Linked DNA regions of Sus scrofa: all the other regions are linked to region 4. The links are chromatin contacts, called in public HiChIP or PLAC-seq maps. All regions are on one chromosome and are shown on one strand. Each heading gives the region's core, a stretch centred on a gene start, on an enhancer-like site or on the middle of the called end of the contact. The rest is flanking DNA. Distances are from core to core; before and after follow the strand shown. Region 1 overlaps CD44 (CD44 antigen). Region 2 overlaps SLC1A2 (excitatory amino acid transporter 2). Region 3 overlaps SLC1A2 (excitatory amino acid transporter 2). Region 4 has its middle 25 kb from the start of EHF.

What was found. HiChIP or PLAC-seq counts read pairs in DNA pulled down with a chosen protein or histone mark.
Region 1: a contact with region 4 is called in an H3K27ac HiChIP or PLAC-seq map of alveolar macrophages. The contact joins two enhancer-like sites. A contact is called at or near these places in 1 of 47 Hi-C or Micro-C datasets (embryonic fibroblasts) and 1 of 2 datasets of contacts at active chromatin or transcription factors (alveolar macrophages).
Region 2: a contact with region 4 is called in an H3K27ac HiChIP or PLAC-seq map of alveolar macrophages. The contact joins two enhancer-like sites. A contact is called at or near these places in 1 of 47 Hi-C or Micro-C datasets (embryonic fibroblasts) and 1 of 2 datasets of contacts at active chromatin or transcription factors (alveolar macrophages).
Region 3: a contact with region 4 is called in an H3K27ac HiChIP or PLAC-seq map of alveolar macrophages. The contact joins two enhancer-like sites. A contact is called at or near these places in 14 of 47 Hi-C or Micro-C datasets (blood, embryonic fibroblasts, epiblast stem cells and 9 more) and 1 of 2 datasets of contacts at active chromatin or transcription factors (alveolar macrophages).

The regions. Positions count from the first base shown.
Region 1 is chr2:25,808,120-25,814,141 of Sscrofa11.1, reverse strand. It overlaps CD44 (CD44 antigen), which reads left to right. Exons shown (of 14, transcript XM_013994425.2): 11 at 2,146-2,211. Among named protein-coding and RNA genes, the nearest start is that of CD44, 73 kb to the left of the region's middle. Within about 2 kb of position 4,356, at least 8 of the 83 cell types and tissues checked have an H3K27ac peak or open chromatin away from gene starts, as enhancers often do. A contact at or near this core is called in alveolar macrophages, where this site is marked.
Region 2 is chr2:25,667,114-25,674,079 of Sscrofa11.1, reverse strand. All of the region lies in intron 1 of SLC1A2 (excitatory amino acid transporter 2), which reads right to left. Among named protein-coding and RNA genes, the nearest start is that of SLC1A2, 67 kb to the right of the region's middle. Within about 2 kb of position 1,614, at least 6 of the 83 cell types and tissues checked have an H3K27ac peak or open chromatin away from gene starts, as enhancers often do. A contact at or near this core is called in alveolar macrophages, where this site is marked.
Region 3 is chr2:25,618,494-25,624,574 of Sscrofa11.1, reverse strand. The region is part of intron 1 of SLC1A2 (excitatory amino acid transporter 2); the gene reads right to left. Among named protein-coding and RNA genes, the nearest start is that of SLC1A2, 18 kb to the right of the region's middle. Within about 2 kb of position 4,409, at least 3 of the 83 cell types and tissues checked have an H3K27ac peak or open chromatin away from gene starts, as enhancers often do. A contact at or near this core is called in alveolar macrophages, where this site is marked.
Region 4 is chr2:26,362,238-26,369,133 of Sscrofa11.1, reverse strand. No RefSeq gene overlaps it. Among named protein-coding and RNA genes, the nearest start is that of EHF, 25 kb to the right of the region's middle. Within about 2 kb of position 2,008, at least 2 of the 83 cell types and tissues checked have an H3K27ac peak or open chromatin away from gene starts, as enhancers often do. A contact at or near this core is called in alveolar macrophages, where this site is marked.

The DNA.
Region 1 (6,022 bases), core at 3,107-5,606, 560 kb after region 4:
CACTCAGTCATAAAGGTATATTAAAGATTAGTGATATTAAATTATATATATATCATAGCAGTTAAATATATTAAATATATATTAAATTATATACGTCATAGGCATGTATGTATGTATGTGTATATGTGTATAGATACACATACATACACACATGTATAGCATAGGTCCTTTCCCTTCTCCCTCCCCCTCAAAAGAAGAACAAATCTTGTGAGAACTCAATATATAAAACAGATGACAGCTGTGATGCTCTGACTGGTGTGGAACAGAAAACCCAGAATGCCAAATGCTTGGCCTCTTTTCTCTGGGCTGCCCATCTCAGGGCTTTAAGGAAAACCATTTTGAAAAATGCTAATCCTAAAGCAGTACTGGCAAGCTAAAGCCCCCTATGCTCATTGGTTCTTTATTCAGTGGGGTTCTACCCTCCGTTATTGAAAATTCCAAGTAGCCTTGTGGGGGTTCTTCTGGAGAAATGACTCTTAGAGCCCTGCCTGGTGTCTCGGCAAATCAGATCTGTGATGCCACCTAATGAACTTGAATTTTAAATGGCAATTTTAATAGTTACTATAGCCTCAGAGGATTACATAGCCTATTTGTTAGTAAATAAAATGCTTTCTAGAAAATTGATATTTCCATACCCTGATTCCTTCTACATTCCGCAGTGGTACAGACAGATTTCCCATGGTTCTCATGGATTAAAAGATCTGACTAGCATCTTTAGTTTTTTTTCCAAAACACTCAATTAAGACTCATTTCTTCTCATACATTTTTTCCCCTCAGTCTTTATGCTTAATGTTAAGAATGAAAACACGTGGAATTGTGGGAGTGGTGGTGGTGGTGATGGTGCGGGTACACGATGGTGGTGGTATTGGTGTCGACATTTCAGCGAATGCTCTTTTCAGTTATTCTGACCATCAGCCAAGGAACAAAAACCTGTCTCCTCTGTTCCGTTACCTGAGAGATTACATTGCTTAATCCACCTGCCTCCACTTCTCTAAACAAGGACATGGCGAAGATCAGATCACTGTGTATTCCTTGTGGGCACCTTTCATAATGGGTGACAATAACCATTTTATGAAACTCTTGTCCTATTTTGCTTTAAGATTTCATTATAGTTTTAGAAAATGTATTGGGGGGGGGGAGAAGAGCAAGCATTTCCATGTGCTGAATCCAAGATTTGGTCTGTGGATGCAGATTTTTAGCAATTCATGGACTTATCCTTATCTAAAGCCTTTTGGTGATGGATGTTTGAGAAGATGGGTTGTCTTAACTCTTGGTGTTGAACATCCAGGTTTAATTTTTGGAAAATGTTATTTGAAACATGTTCTAATAACCAGGTACACCTTGGGCTTATGCCAGTTCTCGTCTCCCCATGTCTTTCTCAACTTATTTTCAGACTCGTTTTCTCTAAATAAGCAGTTGACTTTTCTCTCGGAATTCTCACACAATTCAACCCCAGGATCTTTTACTGCACACCAAAACATTTTTCTGTTTTTCGCTTCAGAGAAATCTCTTAAATGTCTCATACCCTAAACCACGGAGTACATCCATTCCCATTTGTCATAATCCAAAGCATATGATCCTTTGTTCAAAGACACAGTGTCAAATTCCAACCTCTGACTTTCAAAACCTTATAATATTTTTGTTAGAGTGTTACAGGTTGCGGGTTTCTACTAAAGCTACACTTCTATGGTCACCTTGATGGACTGTGTTGTCCCAGTTTTTTAAATTTTGATTTGAGCTCTAGCCCACTCACAGGTGGATTAAGTAATTCATATCGTGGACCCATTCAAAACTCCTTTGTCATCTTTTTTGGTTACCTTTAAAAGACCAAACAGAATTCCTGCTGTGGCAAAACAGGATTGGAGGTGTCTCCGCAGCGCCAGGACGCAGGTTCAATCCCCAGCCCGGCACAGTGGGTTAGCGGATCCAGCGTTGCTGCATCAGCCGCATAGGTGGCAACTGCAGCTCTGTCTGATCCCTGGCTTGAGAACGCTCTATGCCATGGGGCAGTCAGAAAAGGAAAAAAAAAAAAAAGAAAAAGGCTAAACTTTGTGATGCGCTGCATGAAAACGCAGATATGAGGAAACACAAATGGCAGTGCCACTGAACACACAGTACTAAACCTTTCCTTATTGCTCTTTACAGAAGACCAAGACCCCTACTTTGACCCCAGCGGGAGGTCCTTTACTACTCACGGATCTGAATCAGCTGGTGAGTTTGAACTGCTTTAGTCATTTACTGTTCTCCTCAGGGAACCTGCAGATTATTCATGACGTGTGAGTCCGTGTCTCCCGAAGACTGGTTCTCATACATTCTGTGTACGCATCACCACCACAGGGAGGGCTTATCCAGCTGCATTGCTGGGCCCCATGCTTAAAGGTTCTGATGGGTGGGTCTGGGGTGGAACCTGAGCGTTTGTATTTCCAGTGAGTTCCCTGGGGATGCTGATTCTGCTGGACGGGGACTCCACTTTGAGAATTACTGTTGTTGAGAAAATTCTTCCCTGTGAGAGGACCAGGAAGAATTCAGGCAGGGTCTCAGTCTGACACTGCATCACACCAGGTGATGAAGAATGTGGATTTTGGAGAAAGAATGGTGTGGGTTTGATTCCAGTTCCTCCACATGCTAACTGGGGACTCCTTTAAAGGATCTGAGAAGTGGAATGATAATCATTGTCACAGGGCATTGCTTTAAAGTCTAAATGATGTATACTTGTAAAGCGTTTAGCATAACCCCTCGGCACATGGCACGCTAGCTAGCGTTTATTGAGAATTTACTGTGTGCTGGTGGCATCGTTCTAACACTTTACACATGTTAGATTGGACCATAAGAAACTGCCATTTCTGTAGGTCAACAAGTATGGGTGATTTCATGTTTCATCTATTATTAACTCATTTAATTATGTCAGTACTTTTATTTTCCCAGTATTACAGATGAGGAAACTAAGGCTCAGAGGGGCTAAGCAACCTGGATGAGTTGGCATGACTAGTGAGCTGAGGGGTGGAGCCAGGCTTCAAGCCCAGGGGTCTCATATTACCTCTCAGAAGCATGATCTGGAGAAAGTACCCTGTGATGACCATAATCACAGCCGTAATTACTGTAATCATCACACCCCTAGAACTTAACTCCAGGCAGCAAAAGTCTGCCATGAGGCCGGGTGACTTGTGATGACAGATGCTGGGGCTACTGAAAGGTTCCGCAGGTGCTGTCTGCCTGTGGTCTCCCTGAGCATCACTGCACCAGGTGGCTGCATGTGAGCCAGGTCCTCCCCTTTATGCCCAAGTGGGAAAGGGTTGCCTCCAGGCTTAAGGGTTCACACACTTAAAGCAAATATGAAGATGGATATTTACATGGCAGCTTCAGTAATAATCTATTACCTAAGAGCACAGGGATGTAGAGGCCCAGTAGAAATGCTTCTAAAATAAAGACAGGCTCTCTGGGGGCCTTGGGTGGGGGCATTTAGCCTTTCCCAGCCTCAATTTCTTTGCTAGTAAAAAGGAAATCAGAACTTTGGCCCCTGTTACCTCCTAGAGTTCTTGTGAAGAGCAGGAGGTATCCGGACGAAGAAAATATTTTGGAAATGATAGGGACTTAACGACTAAAGGCAGTACTCTCCAAAGGCGACAGACCCCAGCTACTCCAAGTGTGGTCCTTGGTTCATCTCAGAACTGGCCAGCAATGCAGAATCCCCAGCTCTCCCAGACCCACTGAAACAAGGGCTCCATTTAAGTAGACCCACCCCATCCCACCACCACTACGTGGTTTATCTGTATATGAAAGCTTACGAAGCACATCTTAGACTGTTGGGTCCTCACAGCGGAAGCTGGAAGCCGGTTGAGTTCTCTCTCTGCACATGACGCTAATTGGACCTCACTTCCCAGCTGCAGTGTCAAGCATTCCTCTTTGCAGAACTTGCTTTCCCAGCCAGCCCTACCCTGGGTAGCTTTGCAGAGACCTCTAGGGCAGGAGGTGAGGCCTGCTGTGTCTCGTCCATCTTCTTTGGCTCTTGCTTGAAGTGAGAATCAGGTGGGCGGGAGTCGCCTCTTTTGTTTGACTCCTGTGCAGGTGTCTATTGTTCAAATGGGAGTGTTCAGCTGGTTGTACACACACCCAGATCTTTCCTTGCTGGGAGCGCTTCTTTTGAAAATCAAAATAAAGAGATTATGATCCATTAATGGCCTCCCTCTCGAATATCAAAAGGCTGCTCTGAGTCAGAGAAAGGCCTACAAGAGTGACTGTACCTCTTAGGTGGTTTTCAAGGCCAAAGAGCTCCAGTTTAGATGGCCAATGTCCCTTGACCCGGGCAGGTGAACACTTGCCAATAATGACTAAGGCAGCTAGAGAAAGGCCCTTGGACTTCTGAGGTTTGTCAAGTAAAAGACCGCTGTCAAAATGGGAAGTTGAAACAGACAGACCTCTGGTAGAATTTGTTTTGCTCAATTTTAACAAGAATGTCAGATTGCATCCACAGGAGCCATTCTACCCAAAATAACCATGGCCATCAGCATTTCACAGTCCATTGAGCAGAGTCTACACTTAATCTCCTGAGAAAAGGCCATTTAAGACCTGGCCATCTTCATCCATTGATTAGCCAAACAGACCTCTCAGTTTTTTTCTTCCCTTGGCAGCTTTCAGGGGATTCTGCCATGGGTTTCCCATTGGGTAGGGGAAAAATAGTTCATTTTGGTGGGAATTTTTCACATTCTGTTTGGAGGCACTGGAGGAAGCACAACACACACGCAAGCGCGCACACACATATTCCCCAAACTTTCATTTGGGTGAGTATCTTCACAAGAGAGCTTAGACATTTCTTTTAAAACATGATTGCCCCTCCCCCCCCCACCCCCCCAAAATGAAATTCTCTTGTGCCACAGCGGGTTAAGGATCCGGTGTTGTCACTGCTATGGCTTGGGTCACTGCTGTGGCATAGGTTGGATCCCTGGCCTGGGAACTTTTACATGCTGTGGGTGTGGCCAGTAAATTTTTTAAAAATTAACAATACATAAAACATGACTCCTCCCTCACTTTGATGAACCTCCTGTTCTGACTCGTAGATTCTTTATCTTGTGATACTTCCTGCTCCCGTCCAGTTTGAGATTCTTTGTCTCCTTATTTGGTTGTGTAGCAGTAGAAAATGCTGTCCTCTAAAAATTCTGGGGCTGCATCAGTAGACACTCTCATTAGGGTGATTTTGCACCGACAGAAAGGGCCATTGCCCTCCCCACCACACCCAGAATCCTTATTATTATTTTTTTTAAATGTGTTTTTTTTACTTACTTATTTATTTATTTATTTATTTGTCTTTTTTGCCATTTCTTGGGCCGCTCCACGGCATATGGAGGTTCCCAGGCCAGGGGTCGAATCGGAGCTGTAGCTGCCGGCCTACGCCAGAGCCACAGCAATGCAGGATCCAAGCCGAATCTGCGACCTGCACCACAGCTCACGGCAACGCCAGATCGTTAACCGCTGAGCAAGGGCAGGGATCGAACCTGCAACCTCATGGTTCCTAGTCAGATTCGTTAACCACTGCACCACGACAGGAACTCCCAGAATCCTTATTTTTTTTAATATTTATGGTTATGTCCATTGAAGATACTGGATGTGGTTTTTAGATTTGCTTCAGGCCATCTGGAGCATTTGAAAGCCCTAGGCATCTCGTTAAAATGAGGATTCTGTGGTTTGGGGGTGGCCCGAGACTCTGTATTCTCAGCAAGCTTCCATGGGCTATTGCTGGTCCTGGGCCCATGCTTTGAGTGGCAAGGTCCTAAATTAAAAATAGAAAACAGTAGCATTGCCAAGTCCAAGATGGTACTGCTCACCAAACGACAGGCCAGTAAATCAAGAGACAAGTTGTTACAGCAAAGAAAAGCAACTTTATTCAGAAAGTCATCAGGCCAAGAGATGGTAGACTCGTATCCCCAAAATCCTTCTTGCCTGAGTTAGAATCCAGGCTTCTTTTATACTAAAAGGGGAGGGAGTAAAGTTAAATATTTCCTGGTTCCGGTCAGCCTCCAGAGGGGAT
Region 2 (6,966 bases), core at 365-2,864, 690 kb after region 4:
GTCATTTATGATGGAGCATGAGAATGTGAGAATAAAGAATGTATACATGTATGTGTAACTGGGTCACCATGCTGTACAGCAGAAAAGTGACAGAACGCTGTAAACCAGCTATAACGGAAAAAAATTAAAAAACATTATATTTAAAAAAAAGAATGAGTAATGATTGATGGGCAATGTCTGCCATGGACACAAAGTTGAGGAGTGGCCATCTATGTGCCCATATTTGCCATCCTTCCCTCAGTAATTTGCATCCACTTTATTTCTTAGCTAGGGACTCATTTAGAGCAAAGATTGTCATATTTATTTTTGTGTCAGGTGGTAGGCACTAGGGAACAGAGACCTCTGTGCTTAATAAATGCTTTTTGTTGTTGCTGTTTTGTTTCTTTGTTTTTATTTTTTATCTTTTTTTTTTTATGGCTACAGCATATGGAAGTTCCCAGGCCAGGGACTGATTCTGAGCCACGGCTGCAGCAACACCGGATCCTTAAACCCACTATGCTGGGCCAGGGATCAAACCTGTCATACCTCAGCACTAATACCAGCTGCTGCAGGTGGATTCTTAACCCACTGCACCACAGCAGGAACTCCTCAATAAATGTTTGTTAAATAAATAATCACACTCATTTATTCCTAAGAAAAATGATGACTAAGAAGCTGGGTGCAGGGGCCCAGGGAGTGAGGAATGAGGCTGGAATTAAGGTGTGGACTATACAGGTGAAAACAAAGATAAAAACCGAGGCCATGGAGTTCCCATTGCAATTCAGCGGTAATGAACCCAACTAAGTATCCATGAGGATGCAGGTTCGATCCCTGGCCCCACTCAGTGGCTTGAGGATCTGGCGTTACCATGAGCTGTGGTGGAGGTCGCAGACACGGCTTGGAGCTGGTGGTGTTGTGGCTGTGGTATAGGCCAGCAGCTGTAGCGATTCGACCCCAAGCCAGGGAACTTCCATGTGTCACGGTGTAACCCTAAAAAAAAAAAGATTTAAAATTTTAAACCAAGGGCACGTTAAAAGGGAGCATTGGGAAGGAATCACAGGTGCAGCGCGAATAAAAGGCCAACAGAACCCCGAGAACAAGGTGTCAAAGGAAATGATGGATTCAGTGGCAGTTTTGTTTGAGGCTTTAGAAACAAGGATTCTTTATGTGGTCTGCAGACCACCAAACCTTGTCCAGCAAAGGCCTGGGGCCTGAAAATCAATAACACAGAGGCTTTTTTCTTCTGAAACCAATGAAACAATCTTCTTCATCTCTGCCCCTTTTCCTCCCTTCCTTTTGTGAGGAAGCAAAAACAAGGAAAGGCCCTTCCCCTCCAGATTTTCAGTGCCCTTTGCTCTGAGCAGCCACCCAGGGACCTTAGAAAGTCCTGGTCTCTCTCATAGTGAAGATGAGAATCTAATGCACTTGCTGTTCACAGGACTCTTGCACTTAAAGGAAGCCTGAGTCAGATGCTTAGATGTTGGGGGTGTGTTTGTCCACAATTCCCTATTTGCTGCCTGCCTGGGAGACGACAGTGTCCGTAACACAAATTCCTTGGGCTTCAACGGGCTTAACAATTGAGCAGCTGAAAAGGCTAGTCTGTTGTGCACTCATTGTCTCCAGCAGGGGGCGGAAGTCTCTAGTTATGAACCTGGTCTCCAGAGGCAGAGACCAGAGTACATAGCCCAGCTCCTTCACTTACCATCTGAGAAACTGGGAGTGAGTTTCGTTGTGTCTCCAGGCCTCAGTTTTTCTCCTTCATGGAAGGAAAGCCCAGAATGAGATGACCCTTGCAGAGGGCTCAGCACATGATATGTATTCAATGGCTACCTGCCAGGAAATAGTGGAGGCTCACTACTGATTTTTAGGACGGACAATCAGAGCACAAGACATCACTCAAACTCCAGAGGCTGAGGGAGCCTTTAACTCTTATTAACCCTTCTTATTCCAGCTTCTTCTTCTTTTGTCTTTTTGCCATTTTTTGGGCCGCTCCCGCAGCATATGGAGGTTCCCAGGCTAGGGGTCGAATCGGAGCTGTAGCCACCGGCCTACGCCAGAGCCACAGCAACGTGGGATCCAAGCCGCGTCTGCAACCTACACCACAGCTCACGGCAACGCCAGATCGTTAACCCACTGAGCAAGGGCAGGGACCGAACCCGCAACCTCATGGTTCCTAGTCAGATTCGTTAACCACTGCGCCACAATGGGAACTCCCCCAGCTTCTTATTTATAGATGGAGAAACCAAGCGACTCTCTTCTTCTTCTTCCTTCCTTCACATTTTGCAGCATGTGGGGGGTGGAAGAGGATGTCAACATTTGTTGAGCAATCTACCAGGAGGCCAGCCAGCATGGTGCTAGGCACCTCCTAGACTCATCTCTTTTAATCCTCACAACAACCCACAAGGTACAGACGCTTAACCAGATCAAGTGAGAAGGTAAAGAGAGACTGGGTCTCTACAGCAGAGCTGAGATTCAAACGCAGGTCTCTCCAACCACCTCCGATGCTTCCCCACTCCTGACTAGAGCCAGAGCTGAACCCCGGTACCTGGGGATGCTTCCACAAAGGCGCATGAAGATGAGATTCCATCCTGGCTTGTCCATCTAAGGTGCACACAAGCTTGGCTGAGCCCAACAAAATCTCTGATGCTCTATTAAAATACTCTAAACGGCCCGTCAAACCCGATTAGAAGATGCCTGGCTGGGGTTGGTGCCTGTCTCTGGTCTGGATCCAGACCCTGGGTGGGTGACCTCACAGCTGGTACTGGAAGCACCCTCCCCTCGAACTTCGAAAGCATCACGCCTGGAAGAAGTCTTAATTCCACTCTTTAGACCACCCATCACCTTGACCCCACCACCTCTCTGGAAGAACGTGTTAAATCCCACCTGCATTTTCACTTCCTTTCAGAGATTTTCTTACAGAATGAACCCATTTACCTGCTATCTGCATAGAATGGAATCAGCTGACCCAGTGCCCATCTGAGACATTCATCATAATAGTATCTACCACTTCTGAGTACTTATCCCGAGCCAGGTCCTGGCCTCCAACGACCCCAAGAAATATGTATGATCATTAGTTCCGCATTATAGATGGGAAAACTGAGCTCTAGAGGGTGGGGTATGTTTATCAAAGTCAGGTTAGCGCGGAGACAGAATCCAAACCAGAAATGCCTTCCCTAGGAGCCCACTGCTCTAGCCAGTGTGTCACGCTTTCTCCGAGGAAGCTGGGGCAGCCTCTCACCCACTCCCCACCTCCCTGCTTGACCAGAGTGTCTCTGATCTCACAGGTGGCACATCGCTTCCTCCTGGGCTGCAGGGTCTGTGTGAACACTCCTGCCAGTGCAGTTTCCAACCAACGCGGACGCATGTGCCACCATTCCTGTTTGCTCAGCCCCGGCCACCGGGAGGTTAACAGACTAAAAACCATCTGGCTTTCAAGTAATACTTCATGACCTCATGTGATACAGTGTCATTGTGAGTACTTTGTGTGTACTTTTCAAATGCAAGATAGAAAACTGCATATGATCACAGTTTTAGGAAAACTGGGCATTGCACCAGGATGTAAAACACACACACACACACAAAATGGCACAAAAGGTTTCCAGTGACTGGAATGATGGGACGATGGATGGATTTTATTTCCTTACTGATCCTCTCCTTTGTGTTCAAACTTTCTACAACCAACCTGAATTAACTTTTAGAATAAGAAACAAAAACGTTATAAAAAATAAGCTGATTGACTCCCTTAAAAGTCTACGTTATTCAGAGTAGAGACAAAGCATACCTCATCTCTAAGTAGCCTCTCCGGCACATGTGCCCGCCCCTGGCTGCCCTCACAGGGTGCCTGGTTATGAATTTACACTCCACGGAGCACTCCTGGGTTTCCAAGCCTGCCTCTGACACTAAGAGAAGAATGCCAGGGCTGGGAAGGAATCACCTTAACCCGTCCATGGCCCCCTTCCGGTCTGAGCCACAGCCTTCTGCAGAAGGAGGGTTTAATTACCGAAAGCCTGGTGATGCGGTTGGCCTATTTTTGGCTGGCGGGCGGGGCAGGTTAGCCCTTTATCCACTCCTGCCTTGGCCAAGCCTCCGAGGTCACAGTGATGAGGCATTTTCATCCTGTCCTGGTGCCAAGGTTGTCTTTCTAGAAGCCACCCCAATGGCTGAGGAACCAGCCAGGCTCCAGCTGCAAAGGACGGGCACAATTTCTCCTCCTAATATCATCTCCAGCTAGATTTGTAAAAACGTCTCAGAGTGAGCTGTACCAAACCAGAGAGACAGAGAGAGACAGAGAGAGGGAGGGAGGGGAACTGCCCTCGTTTTGTAATATACCCTGATGGACACATTTCAGTCCCAGGATTAGGCTGCGATGGAAGGTTGGGAGTGAGCAAATGCAGTGGTTCAAGGGCGCTGCAGGGGAAGTCGATGGGAATTCAGGGCCTTGGGAAGAAGTGATCCAGGGAGGAAAAGGGAGAAGCCTGACTAAGGACAAGCAGGAGCCTATAGAGCAGAGATGGCCAGTGAAGACTGTCCCAGCTGGTAGGGGTGGCCAAGGGACCTTCAGAAATAATAACGCTGACAATAACAATAGCAATAATAATAGCGTTGATAGTAATGATAGCTAACATTTCCAAAACACTTACTACAGGTATCCTCCCAAAGCACTGTAGACCCACCACCATCCTGTGAGGTAGGTAACCCTCTTAGCCCCGCTCCACGGGTGAAAAAACGAAGCACAGAAAAGTACAGTGATCTGCCCAAAGTGACAGCGTGAGTGGGTTCTGAAAATCTCAGCCTGACTTCAGAAACTGTTCTTACCCACATCGCCTGGCGGTTTTTCCCAAAGAACAGAAATGCCGAAGGTGCCACTGTGTCCTGTTTGCTATGTGGTCCTGCAGTGTAAGCGCCTTGCTGCCCTCTGTCATGGCTGCAGCCTGGAGGCTGAGGAACATGGGGCACGGGGCATCAAAACGGCTTCCAGGAGTTCCTGTCGTGGCTCAGCAGTAATGAACCCAACTAGTATCTGTGAGGACTTGGGTTCGATCCCTGGTCTTGCTCAGTGGGCTAAGGATCCGGTATTGTCGGGAGCCATGGCGTAGGTCACAGATGCAGCTTGGATCCTACATTGCTGTGGCTGTGGTGTAGGCCAGCGGCTGCAGCTCCAATTTGACCCCTAGCCTGGAAATTTCCATATGCCTCGGGTATGGCCTTAAAAAAAAAAATACAGCTTCCAGGCAGGGAAGGCGGGGTGGAAAGTAGCCTGCACAGAGGTGACAGGGTGGGGAGGGAAAATTCCACAGAGGCAGGACCCAGAATGGGAGGTGCCTTGGAGAGATGCAAGCTTTCAGGAATCCATGGAAGAGATGCTCAGTGTAGGAGATCAATGGAAACTCGTGTAAATGATTACATATTAGAAGCAGAGAAACACAGTAGTTTAAAACATTACACATAAACACTAATAGACGATGAAGCATGATGTAAAATATGCTTGAATTCCAAGGACAACGTACAAAGCTCCAGAGAATTTCTCCCTTGCAGCAGGCTCCTTCAGCCTGTAAGTCACGCTCCTCCACCTCATTGGGAGAAAAGTTCAAAGCACAGACTTTACTCTCAGGATGAAAAGCAACCAATAGCCAGAGGGTCTGTGAGGAGACCAACCCTGGTGGGCTTGCTTTAATATCTCCTCTTCCTGGAGTTCCCACCATGGCACAGCGGAAACGAATCTGACTAGGTCCCCTGAGGTTGCGGGTTCGATCCCTGGCCTCGCTCAGTGGGTTAAGGATCCAGCGTTGCTGTGAGCTGTAGTGTAGGTCACAGACGTGCCTTGGATCTGGCGTTGCTGTGGCTGTGGTGTAGGCCAGCAGCTGTAGCTCTGATTAGACCCCTAGCCTGGGAACCTCCATATGCGTTGGGTACGGCCCTAGACAAGGCAAAAAGACACACACACACAAAAAAAACCCCTCCTCCTCCTGACCCTCAATGCCCTCCTCCTGCATCTCCACCCAGCTCAGCTCAGCCCCACGGGCCCTTTTCTGTTCTCTGATGGCAGCATTTCCGGTGGTTAGCAATTGGGGGCCTTTGGAGGCTTGCTGGCAGGGGAGCCTCCCTGGGATCCTGTCTGCCAACTATCTTGCTGGACTGCACGGGAGCTGCAAAACAGCAGGGAGTGGCCAACACAATGGCTCTGGAGCGAGGGAGGCCAGTTACAGACCCAGACTCAGCACCTTCGCAGACTGTCTCCCTCGACAGGCTTAAGGTACCTTGGCACGGCTCCGTTTTCTCATGTGGAGAATGCTGGAGGCTGCTAACAGCATCGCCCACTACAGAGCTGCTTTCTTCTCTTTAGACGTAAAGACAATGATCAGGTGAAATACACAGCGCATGGCCGACTGCCCACAATGGTTGGGTCTTCTGAGCTGGGTGTAAGCCATCCAGTCAACAGAGGTTCTAAAGGCACCATAGCTTCCTACTGAGTCAGGGTGCCCCCGAATGGGCTGAATGCTACCTAATACACCTAAATTGGGGGAGCCTGTAATTTTTTTTTTTTTTGGCCACATTCATCCTCACAAACCTACAATCAATCCATACAATATGACCAAATGATTTTTAACAGAGAAAGTAGGGGCTTGTGTGGCTTGGTCCTATAAAACGTACAGGGGTGAGGTCCTTGTCCCCATTGGTGTCCCTGGATCGTAGAAAGGTTCAGTTGGAGAGAATTCACTGATATTCACCTGGCTCTCAGGCCAAGTGCTACGGCTGTGCATTTGCTAAGATGGACTCCAGGCAATGACCAGGGCTCACCTGGAATCCTGGGCAGAAGCTTTTGGTTAGGACGTGAGCAGAGAGGGGGTGCCTTCCACAACCGCCGCTCTGGGTCAAGAACATGTTGCATCTTTTCTCTCTGAGGCAAGGAAATTCAAGGACCCTTCTTTGCCACTTGAAGGGAATGGGTTCTGAAGGTCTAAAAATATCACCTCTTTTGTTTAGTCT
Region 3 (6,081 bases), core at 3,160-5,659, 750 kb after region 4:
GTTTATTTGTTTAACCTGAGCTCCAGTGGTGACAGCGCCAAGTCCTAACCACTAGACCACCAGGGAACTAACTCTCTCTGCAGTTACAGATAAAGACATCACAAGAACATTCTGCAATTTGTGTCAAGTCTCTGAAACAAAGCATGTGACCATTTCCACAGACTGACATGGGATGTTAAAGAGGACACAGGAAATAGGAAAAGCTGACACAGAAAAAAAAATTTTTTTTAAACAAGTGCAGGACAGAGACATTTCTCAGTCTATACACGGCTCACATTTTTGCCAGGAATTACACTTAACCACAGAGCCATCCTGTATCACGACTATAATTAATAGATACTGCAGTGAGGTCAATTTAAAAAGACAATTGCATTCATTCTCTCCATCTCCTGTCCCACCCCCAGTCACTGCACAATTGGGAAATATATGCCAAATTGATAAGTTTGTTCATCATTTGACCCAGCAATTCCACTTCTGGAAATCCACCCCAAAGCAATAATGAGATGGGTTTGCAGAGCTGTACCTACAAAGATGTTTATAACAGTGAAAAATTGGCAACAAGTATCTGACAACAGGAGACTGGTTTTGAAAGTTAGAATATATCCACAAAATGGAAACTACATAGTCATTAAAGTTTATAGATTTACTTATAAATAGATGTTCATAACACATTGCCAAGGCAAAAAATTAGTTTATAAGACAATCTGTAGGTCATGCTTCCACTTTTATTAAAAATGTATTGACATGTAAATATGCATAAGCTCCAAATGAAATATACCAATATTAAAGATTTTTATAGCTGGTTATGAGATAATAGGTATCATGGACTTTTTAGATCTTGTTTGTATCTAACCAGTATGGATTTCATGTATAATGAATAAACTTGTAATAGATAAACTCTCCAGTCTTCCAGAATGCTGTCTTCATATAGCTTATTCCTGCCACACATTATATAGAATATCCCTGAAAAGTCAGAATCCCATGGAAATTTTAACAGAGATAACATTACAAAGAAAAGGGGGGAAAAACATGTAAGTCTCTCTATTTGATTTTCCTTGAAGATAACCCTATAGTAATATTTTAGTGACCAGCTGGACACGACTTTTTGTGTTTTATTTGGAAGATAGAAGCATTCTTTCCTACAGCACACAGAGGCTCCTTTTACCCCCTAAACCAGCTCACCCAATAAAAGAGTAACATTCTGTCACATGATTTGGCCATCTACAGTGGCACTACCACACACCCATAAGATGTTTAAGATGGTTAATTATGATGATGGTTATACAACTGTAAATATAATAAAATTCATTGAGTTATTTTAAAAGGTGGTTTTAAGGTGCTGGAAAATCTTGAATCCTCAGTCGTTGGAGTTGATGGGGATAACGTCACAGAGGACATCACAGACCCTCGGTGTTAGAGGAAGCAACGCTCACCCACCCTCCTTCCAAATCTGGGCTGTCTTCCACGGTGCCCCTGCCTGACAGAAGTCTGACCTAGGCTGGATAGGCCTCCTGCCCCCAGCTCCCTGTCCAACATCGCCTGAAACAATCCATCTTATCCTTAGACACGTTCAGAACGCTTGAATGAGAAGGGAGCAGAAGGCTTCTAGCTTGGGGAGACCATCCTAGTACAGGATTGTGACACAATACAAAATAAATATTTGGTCTCTGTCCCTGATTCCTGGAGGGATCACAGCTCCCCAAATGGCAGGACTCTCCAGGGGGATAAGCGTGCCTTTTGTAGACCAATGAGAAGACTGGTGGCTGGGGATCCTGCCCCTTGGTAGCTTTCTTGGTCATCAGAAAGACCAAGGTACAATTAGAGGTTGGAACTTTCAGCCTCCCCTCTACCCTGACCCTGGGGGAGGGGAGGGGAGGGGAGCTGGAGAGTGAATTACTAACCAGTGGCTGGTGATTTGATCCATCGTGTCTACATAAGGAGACCCCCATAGAAATCCCTAAAGGATGGATGGCTTTGAGAGCTTCTGGGTTGGAAACACATCAAAGTGTGCCCTGAGGCGGGGAGGCAACATGCCTCCCCCCATACCTTGACCTGTGCCTCTCTTCCATTGGCTGTTCCTGAATTGCACGCTTTATAATAGGGTGAGTTCTATGAGTGGGTCTAGAGAATCATCAAACCTGAGGAGGGGGTTGTGGGAACTCCCAGAATTTATAGCCTGTCAATCAGAAGTATAACTTTGCCACGGGCACCTGCAGTCACGTGGGGGCAGTCTCTTGGGATGGAGCCCTTAACCTAAGGGGTCTGACACAAACTCCAGGCAGAAGGATCTGATTTGAATTGAATTGCAGGAAACCCATCTGGTGTCGGAGAGTGTGGTGGAAAAGGTGCCACGCATTTTGAGTCAAATGTGTTACAAGTAAAAACTAGTTCAAGGGTTAAAAGCACACAAAGAGAAAACTCTTCAAACGAATCTCCACTAGTGCAAATACCACCTCTACAAGAACAAAGAAGTCCAGGCCCTACTTTCTAATCTTATCACCTGTGGCTCTATGAGAAAGAATTAGCAAACACACTTGTGGGTACACACCAAGGTTAGCAACCTAATTTGCAAAGAGCCGGATGGGTAACCCCGCCTAAGTCCAGCAAACTGAAAGCAATACAGTCAGGCTATTGCAAGAAGAAGAAGACAGTCATTACAGGGTGTCCTCCAGGTCTCACGCACTCTACCAAGTGCTTCACCCACATCCTGCCTTAATCCTTCCCAAAGCCCTATCAGGTGGTGATATTGCCCCTACTGAACAGATAAAGAGTCTGAGAGGCCAATGAACTTCCCTGAAGCTATACTGTTAGTAAGCCGTGGACCAGGCAATTTTGCCTGAATATCAAACACATCCAAAGCATGAAAACAGATACACAACCACAATGCAATGCTGGCTCCAGAAGTTATTTTATGCAAAGCGTCTCATTGTCATAATAGTGCAATGCAAGAGACAGATATTTTCAAGGTTATCATTTTCATCATGTTCACTATCACCGTGAACAGCAGAAATTCACACGGCCCTGTGGATATGTGGCTTCCCTGCAGGACTAGCCACCTAATAGGTGGGGCCCGGTGTGAAATTAAAAGCCAAGGCCTCTGTTATTAAGAGTTTAAGGATGGTGATTGCAGAGCATGAAACCCAGGAAAAGCCCCTTCTGAGCCCAGGGCCCCAGGTGACTGCCCATCACACACCCATGAAACCAGCCCTGTTTCTCTTAAAGGAGGACTCAGAAATTCTTGTGGTAAAGAAATCACCCAGGGAACTTTTCAACTGATTTTCTTTCTTTCTTTCTTTCTTTTTTTTTTTTTCAGGGCTGAACCCACTGCACATGGACGTTCCCAGACTAGGGGTCGAATGAGAGCTGCAGCTGCTGGCCTACACCACAGCCACAGCCACACCAGATCCAAGCCTCATCGGCAACCTACACCATAGCCCACGGCATCACCGGATCCTTAACCCACTGAGCGAAGCCAGGGATCAAACCCGTGTCCTCATGGACATTAGTCGGGTTCATTACTACTGAGCCATGACAGGAACTCCTCGACGGCTTGCATTTATTTATTCCCTAAATACCCTGCAATTCTATGACACGAGAGACTCAAAGGTTAACCTAAAATGCCCCCGACTAGACACAAAAGTCACGGCTGCATGGAAGCATGATTTTCCTGCTCCTGGAAAACTCAGGAACCTTTCCCTGCCGTTGGCAGCTCAACAGTGAACAGAAACATCCTCTTTCAAGCAGCATATGGACACGTGGCTGAGTCCCCGACTCCTCCTCGGCCTCCTCCTGAGGGAGTGAGCCCGGTAACAAAAGCACAGCATTTTCATGCCTATTTTAATTTTGTTTCCTGCTTGCAACTGGGTTGGAACACAAGCTGGACTTTGGGGGGGCTGGTTAGTCATGTTGAAAAGAGGAGTATCTGTTTTCATGCTTCCATTCTTGCACTGTTTATTCTGGGGCCCTTCCAGCCCTTTCCAAATGTACTTTTCCAGCCCTCAAGTGTCTTTTTCCTCCCTCATTAAAGGTCTCCCTTCTTTCCCAGGGTTGCCCCTTCACTTTAAAAAGTCGGCCAAGAACCCAGACCCAACCAGGTTGGACATACCAAATCTTGTTCGAATCCCACGGATGACTCTCAGGAAGAAAGACCGGGAGGGTGAGGACCCAGGACCAGGGTGGTATTTGGTGGTGACAGCTGTCAACTGGCTCTCAACCTCAGGCCTGTCGTCCCAGGTGTGGCCTTGGGCTCCAGAGCCCCGGTCCCCTGGTTGTTTTAACAACTCCAGGTCACTTGGAATGTAAACAGTCAAAGCGGTTGGGTTTCTTTTCCCAAAGGGAGGTAACAGCTGGGGCTGGCCTGGGGATGCAGACAATTGCCCTCCAGCTCTCGATTCAGGGCAGCAGGAAAATCACCCTGGCCCTGCAGGTGGCCCATGGGAGGCTCCACAGCACCCCCTGCTGGACAAACTGTTGGGTCTGTCTGACCATTGAACAATTAATTACATGTGGATTGTGTGTGGAGATCTGGAGGTCACGTTCTTGGGGACTTACTGGGTGTCTTCAGAGGGAGAGAGAAAGCAAAGAAAGTAAAAACACAATCCACGGATGCTCCAACTAACAAAGAGTTCTAGACAGAGGAAATTAGAAAATATGGCATCTCTGCCCTGACTCTATTTTCACATTAAAAACAGCAGTTTGAATGCCCCAGTTCTGAATCTAGGAGGAATCTAGCATTTTCCATAAGGATGATGAGGGCACTTTCAGCTGAAGGTTTTCTCTCCTAAGGTTCAGAAAAGGGGTTCCAGAAACTGGCCCTTCATCCAATCATAGACTTCTTCCTAAATGGATCCACAAAAGAGGAAGATGCAAAATCAAAAAAAAAAAAAAAAAAAAAAAAAAGAATTCTTCCTAAGAGTCAAGGAAGAACATGCCACGCAGAGTCTTTATCCTCTTATCCCACCAGGACACAACAAGGACCCCTCCATATAGCCCGCTCCCAGAAACCTCCAGAAAACTCCACTTCAGGAAATACAGACATATCACACATTCTCATTTATATTGCCAGAAAATATACATACCAATGCCAAGTCATATTAAGACCCCTGGCTCTTTATTTTTCCCCTACCCCGACCACGATAGGAAGCCAGAGAAGAGAACTCTATTGGGAATGATTAACTACATTCAGAATCTCTGCAAACATTAAAAAGCATCAATTTACACCAATGTTGTCAGCTTCTGGTAACTTTTCCTACATCAGTTTCACAAGCAGTTGTACGTTGAGCCTTGGATTTATTCACTTATGTAATTTAAACATCATCTTTGACCCCCATCCTTCTTTGTGTCTGAATACCAAGTGCCTGCTAGCTTCTCCTTGTTTTCCTTCACAAGGAACAAGGAAAAGGACTAGAGAGACATCACGCTGAGAGGAAGCAGGTGGTTTGGGGGGGAAATGCAGGAAGAGGTGGCGAGTGGGCTCAAAAAAAGTCTTACCTGATTACCTTTGATTGCATTTTTTTGTTGTTGTTGTCTTTTTAGGGCCGCACCCAAGGCATATGGAGGCTCCCAGGCCAGGGGCTGAATCACCAGCCACCAGCCTACACCACAGCCACAGCAATGCAGGATCCGAGCCGCCTCTGCGACCTACACCACAGCTCACAGCAACACTGGATCCTTTACCCACTGAGCGAGGCTGGGATCAAACCGGCATCCTCACGGATACGAGTCGGGTTCATGAACCACTGAGCCACATGACTGCATTTTAAAATAACAGCAGCTATAAGAGTTTGTAACCTCTTCCAGACACCAGCATGGGACCATGACTGACTGTGACAAATACATTTTTGGCTTCCCAAGATGAGCTGCTGCCCAATTAATTATTCTTACAACCTACTTGAACCCTATCAGCCCTTTGCAGTTAAAAGGCTGGTTATTGACGGCTAGGCAGGAAAGTTCAGCTGAACTTTAAAGGAGGACTTGTTCCAGCAAGTGAAAGAACGTTTTTTTTTTTTTTTTTCAACTTTGGTCCAGCTGCCCCCTTAAAGCCATCCCCCTGTGCCCTCTATGTCCTTGCATGTCTCTTTC
Region 4 (6,896 bases), core at 759-3,258:
GCAAATTACCTCACCTCTTCTGAGTCTCAATTACCTCATCTTCAAAAAGGAGATACTATAAATTCCAGGATTGCTGTAGATGTTAAATGAGATGATGTATGTAAGGTGCCTGGCATAATTTCTGCCAGGTGTTCAATAAATACCATTGATGATGATGAAAATGGCTGCCATTAATGCCCTTCCAACTAGCTGCCCACCCTTGTTCCAGAAGCTTCTTCATGACCATTGTGAGGCACTTTAGAATCTCTGAACCCACCTATTTAAAACCCAGTTATCCCAAGGGTCCTGCCATTTCTACCTGTTGGTAGAATGACCCTTTTTTTCTCTGGATGACCCTCATTCTCCATATCTCCATTCCATATTTTGCCAGACTCCAGAATTTAAGTAGTGAATTCTCAGGGCTTCAGGAGCTGTGGTCTATGATGACTTTACTGCCCATGCCCAATAAATGTTCAATGAATAAACGAGAGCCAATAAAACGATTAAAAACAAGAGTAAAAAGTATCCTTATATGCGCTTTAGATCTTAAAATGCTTACCTATTTAGGCTGTTCAGAGTCAAACATGTGTCTAATAAAGATTTTACAAAGAGCTTTGGATTGGCATGACCGAAAAAAGAAGGGAGGTCCTGGTGCCCATCAGTGGGAGGCCACATGGACCAGAAGTCTTGCATCTCCAGGGCTGATAGAGTCCAAGAAAAGACACTGGTGTCTTAGGAAACATACTTCCTATCAGAGAAAGGATACCAGAAATGGAAAAGGGAGGAAGGAGGAGAACTCTCAAGGGCATCTCCTGCCAGGAATAGGATTGTGACTCTGCCACAGAATGGCTCTTAAAAAGTGATATCCGGAGTTCCTCTTGTGGCTCAGTGTATTACAACCTAACTACTATCCATGAGGATGCAAGTTCAATCCCTGGTCTCACTCAGTGGATTAAGGATCTCGTGTTGCAGTGAACTGTGAGCTGTGGAGTAGGCTGGCAGCTGCAGCTCCCTTTCAACCCCTAGCCTGGGAACTTCCATACACTGCAAAAAAAAAAGTGATATCAGACCACCTTTATGATGTTCTAGCAGCTAAATGGAGCCCTAAGAAAGGCCACAGTGACTATCAATCCCACCGGCATCTGCCTGTCACATGGCCTGATATGCCGCAATTAGGATTTCTTTTCTTTGGGTTAACAAGTAAGTTCTAGAAACTTCTTATTCTATATCCTCAACCTTTGGATTACCTCTTGATTATAAATGTGTAAAAACTACAACTTATTATTTTTTCTCTTTTATTACAAAGAGATTCATATTCATCAATATCTGGAAAAAAAAAGACAAGCTAAATAGGAAAATAAATTCAGCTCATAATGTAATTACCCAGAGATAGCTCTTATTAAAATTTAGGCATTCCCTTTTGCCTAAACTTTTTTTTTTTTTTTTTTTTGGTGAAATTGAATAGAACACAATTTAACTATTTCATTCATAGTTAATTTTTTTAATGTAGAAAATCTTTTCCCAAACTATGAAGAACTTGCCCCTATTTTCTTCTAAAAGCTTTATACAGTGGAGCCTTTCAGATAAGGTTGGGAATCCACCTGGAATTGATTTCTGTGTATGGTGTGAGGTAAAGACAAGTTTTATTTTTCCACCCAAATGGATATCCAGATGTATCAATACCATTCTTTCTTTACTACTCTGCAACTTCATTTCTGTATTGAAAAATCAGTTGTCTACACAGGGGTGGCTTTCTTTCTGGGTGCTCTTTTGTTCCAATAGTCTGTCTCTCTATTGAACAAGATAGGATGGGCTATGTTTTGTTTTAGTAACAGACAACCCCAGCATCTCATGGCTTTACATATTAAGTTATTTCTTCTTCCTCAGCAGGTCACTGGTGATGCAGGATATGCATCAGGGCAGCCATCCTTCATGAAGTGAAATGGCTGCATCATCAGGAGCACTCTTCATCCAGAGAAGAGAGGCAGAGGTTACATGCCGAGGTTTTTGCTGACTCAGTGTGAAAACGTCATCCATCATTCACTTCCTCTTACAGCTCGTTTGCCGGAACTAGTTACAGAGTTATACTCACCAGTAAGGTACCATGAAGTGCTGTCTGCCATGTGCCTGGAAGGGGAGGATACCCAGATATTGGAAAACACTAGTGATATCTACCTCCATCCATATCCTTGAATGAAAATGGCAGTCTTAACTACTCTACTACGGTAATAAGACTCAACACCCAGTAGAGCAAGTCCTTCAACCCTGGGTTTCCTCTTCAAGCAGGTCTTGACTCGTCTTGGACCTTGGCAATTTCATATAAATTTTAGAAAGTGTTCATTAAGTTCTTTAAAATATCCCGTTGGGACTTTTTATTGATGCTAGAGCTCATTTAGGGAGAATTGCTATTTAAAATTTTGAGTGTTCAAATTCAGTAACATAAAATTTCTCTCCTTTAATTCTCTCAATAATGGATGTTTTGTACAGAGGTCTTGGACACTTTCTGTTAGATTTTTCCCTAGATTTCTTTTGACATTTTTAATGCTAATGTAAATGTTATCTTTAATTTTTTTTCAGTTTATGAAAAATTGTGGTTGGTGAATGGAAATTTAATTCATTTTTCTGTGTTGACTTTATATCTAGTGACCCTGAAACTTTCTTAGTATCTAAAAGTGATATGCAGATTTCCACGGATTTTCTATGTAGGTGATAATGTAATTAACCCACACATATTCACAATTTTATGTCTTGGCTGTGGCTTTCATTTCTTTTCCTTGCTTTGCTGTGTGGGACACAGGACATGTCATGATAGTGAGGGCCCTGTTTCTTCACAACCTCAGAAAGGACATTTTCCAGGTTTCATTTTTAAATGTATTAGTTGTCATAAGTTTCAGAGCAGATACTACTTACCAGATTACTTCAGTGACCCCTTTTTTCTAGCTTCTACGATTTTTAATAACATATGTTGAATTTTACCAAATGTTTTTTTCTGCATCTATTGAGATGACTATATGACTTTTCTCTCCTTTTTTTTTTTTTTTTTTTTTTTTTTTTTTTTTTGTCTTTTTGCCTTTTCTAGGGCCGCTTCCCATGGCATATGGAGGTTCCCAGGCTAGGGGTCGAATCGGAGCTGTAGTCACCAGCCTATGCCACAGCCACGGCAATGCCAGATCTGAGCCAGGTCTGCAACCTGTGCCACAACTCACAGCAACGCCGGATCTTTAACCCACTGAGAAAGGCCAGGGATAGAACCTGTGTCCTCATGGGTGCTAGTCAAATTCCTTTTCCCTGAGCCATGACAGGAACTCCAATATTTCATTCTTTTTTATGGCTAATATTCCATTGTTTATATATACCACATCTTCTTAAGTCAATTGAGTTGTTTCCACCCTCCTTTCATCTGTTAAGGTGGCAAATTACATTGGTTTTCTGATGTTAATGCAGCATTTCCTCTAGCATTCTGGAATAAGCCAAAGGTGGACAGGATGTGTTTCCTTTTTGGGTTTTTTTGGCCCCGCCTATGGCATGGGGAACTTCCTGGGCTTGGGACCGAATCTGTGCCACAGCAGCAACCTGAGCCACGACAGTGACATAACCAGATCCTTGACCTGCTGTGCCATAAGGGGAACTCCTGTGTTTCCTTTTTATACCTTACTTGTTTGGCTTGCTAGTATTTTATTTAGGATTTTTTCACATGTTCATGAGTAAAACTGGACTGTGATTTTCTTTTTCATACTGTTCTTATTGGGTTTTGGTATTAAGATTACTTTTTTTAACCTTGCAAAATAAAATGGAGATTCTTCTTAATTTTCTGGAAGAGTTTATATAAAGTTGGCATTATATTTTCTTTAAATATTTCATCAAATTTGCTTGAAGCCTTCAATCACTTTATTCATGAGAAGTTTACTTTTAATTAAAAAATTAATTATTTTTAATAGTTCCAGGATTGTTCAGATTTAAAATTTTTTTATTAGTTTTGGTCAGTAGTGTTTTCCTAGTAATTTGTTTAGTTCATCTAAAATTTCAAATTTATTGACATAGAGTTTTCATAATATCCTGTTATTATCTTGATAATGTCTGCAATATATGTAATTATGTTTCTTTTTTCAACACTGACATTATCAATTTGTGCCCTTCTTTGTTGTCTTGATCTGTTGCAGAGGGGTTAATCAATTTTATCAGTCATTTCAAAGAAGCAAATTTCAATTTTATTAATACCATTTATTGTATTTTTTCTATTTCATTAATTTTTGCTCTTTTTTCCTTCCTTCCATAATTTTAGGCCATTATTCTGCTATTCTTTTCCTAACTTCTTCTCCTAGTATTCCTGAAAAAAACTATGTGAGAGGTCTGCTCACTGTATTCTTCTCATCTTTGTGCTTTCCATCATTGTGTCTCCTTCTGCTTCATTCTGAGAAGGTAATTTCTTCTGACCTCCCTTTCAGTTCACTAATTCTCTCTATACCTACCTGTGTTGAATTTGTTATTAAACGCATCTGTTGTGTTTTTTTTAACTTTGGTTATTGAGTTTTTAAATATTAGAATTGTAGAATTTCTATGATTTTATTCTAGTTGCTGAAAGGTTTTAAGTTCAATTTTTACCTCTTTGCACATGGCAGACACAGTTGTTGTACAGTCTTAATGTAACTCTCATCTTTCATTAATGTCTCCAAGTTTCTGGTGGTGAGAGTGACTGTGAGAGGTGAAGGCTCTCTCTTTCAGGCTTCTGTATTTCTTACCACACCTCTTTTTAAGACACCTGTAGTTTTCTTTTCTCATTATTTAGATATTTTTCTCCCCTACTAGACTAATGGTTCAGGGTTTATCAAAGATAAATTCTATGTTTGATCATCTCTGTATCTGTCAAGGTACTAGCAGTATTCCACCCAGGATGGGAGGGTATTATGAATCAGTGAAGGAATTTAGTCTTAGCTATCTACCTATAGCTCTGTTATTTTTTAATTTTTTTATTTTTTGCCTTTTAGCTTCTTCCTTAACCTTCCCTGTGGTTCACAAGCCACACTTGCCTCTGCGCTGTTCCTTAAATAAAACTGCTCCAGTCTCAGGCTCTTTATTCTTGCTCTTTGTTCTGTCGGAATGTTCTTGCCCCACATATCCATCTGTTTTATTTCCTCATTGCATCCACACCTCTAATCAGATGTCACTTCTGCAGAGACATCATCTTTGACCACCTCATCAGTATCAGTGTTGGCTCTTCCCTCTGCCACTCTCTACACCTCGCCCTGCTTTATTTTCCTTCAGAGCACTTACTGCTAAGTGGCAGTGTATTGTAAATATACCTACTGGTTTATTGTCTGCCTCTGCCACTAGTTTATAAGCTCTTTGAGGGCAGACACTATGTTTTTTTGCTCACCACAACTGTTTCCAGGGCTTTGAACTGTGTCTGGCACATAGAAGGCACTCAAGAAATATTTGTCGAATTAGGTGTTGTGATAACTGCTTCATATACAAGTTTAAAAAAGGTTTTTTCCTTCAGCAATTCTAACAAGTTTAATATGCTATTATCATCTCCATTTTGCTGAAGCGTGAACTAAGTCTCAGAGAGGTTAATGCATATGTCCAAGAGAACACAGCTAGTAAGTGATTGGCCTTGGATTTGAACTCAGGTTTTTGGTTTCTAAAGCTCACTGGGGAAACCTCATATATGTGACAAATGTCTACTGAGATGTGCATATAAAATTAAGCAAGGCCAAAAAAAAAAAAATTAAGCAAGGCAGGATGCAGTCCAACAACTGTTGGGAAGGATAAAGAGAGAACACCGCAGCCTTGGGGGAGCATCAGACATTTCCTTATAGGTCAGCAGCCCTCTCTGCACCCTCAGAATGATCGTCCTGATCTGAGAATCCCCCAGCCCCACCCAGCCTCCCTCAGTCTCTATCTGGCAGTTTCATTAGCCTGGCTGATCCAAATAGCAGTGTCAACAGAATGGTGACCAGACACGTAAAGCAATGTGTTAGGAAAAAAGAAAAGGCAGCTTAGATGATGCAAGATCATCCAGATGTCAAGCGCCCTGTGCTTGCACACTTGCCCCTTCATGTTATTAATTTTTTAAACATTTGTGATAAGAACAACAGTTGGGCTGCTTCCCCTGGGGCCTCTGTGTGTAGATTAATGCTGACATCTGCTTTCAGGCTTTCTGATTTGTTCCTACTGGTTTGGGGCAAAACCAGAAGCTGCTGAGCCAAGTGCAGGGGTTGAAGAGCCTGCAAGGGCCCCTGGGAAAACGTGAGAAGGACAATCAAGAGACCACTGGGTGTCTCATCTGCCAGGATCTCTGCCGGTCACCTGGTTTATAAAGGAGGGTCGGATGCCATGCACCTGCCCTCTTTGCAGCTGCACTGCCTTCTTGTTCAGGAATGAGTAGTAAGCAGCCCAGACCCCATGGAGAACAGAATGAGGCTGCCCCACACAGAGCCAGCTTGGCATAGAATTGTCCCTATGATAGTTTGGAGATGAAGCTGGCTCCATTCTGGGGAGGGTGGCGTGGACAGACAAGAAGCCCAACTTTGGCTTCACGCAGAGCTTGATTGGAATTTGGGTCATAGGTGGGTGAGCCAGCAGCAGCTATTTAATCTGAGTCTCAGATTTCTCATGTGTAAAATGGGAACTCTGACAGCTGCTTCATGGCATTGCTGTGAGGAATAACTAGAGCCATGCTCAGGCAGGGTCTGAGACCAAACCTGAAACACAGTAGGGTGTCAGAGTGGTATCTTACTGTTTTTTTGTTTTGTTTTTGTTTTGTGGGGTTTTTTTTTTTGTCTTTTTGCCATTTTTTGGTGCGTCATATGGAGGTTGCCAGGCTAGGGGTCGAATCAGAGCTGTAGCCGCCGGCCTACACCACAGCCACAGCAACACAGGATCCGAGCCTCGTCTGCGACCTACACCACAGCTCATGG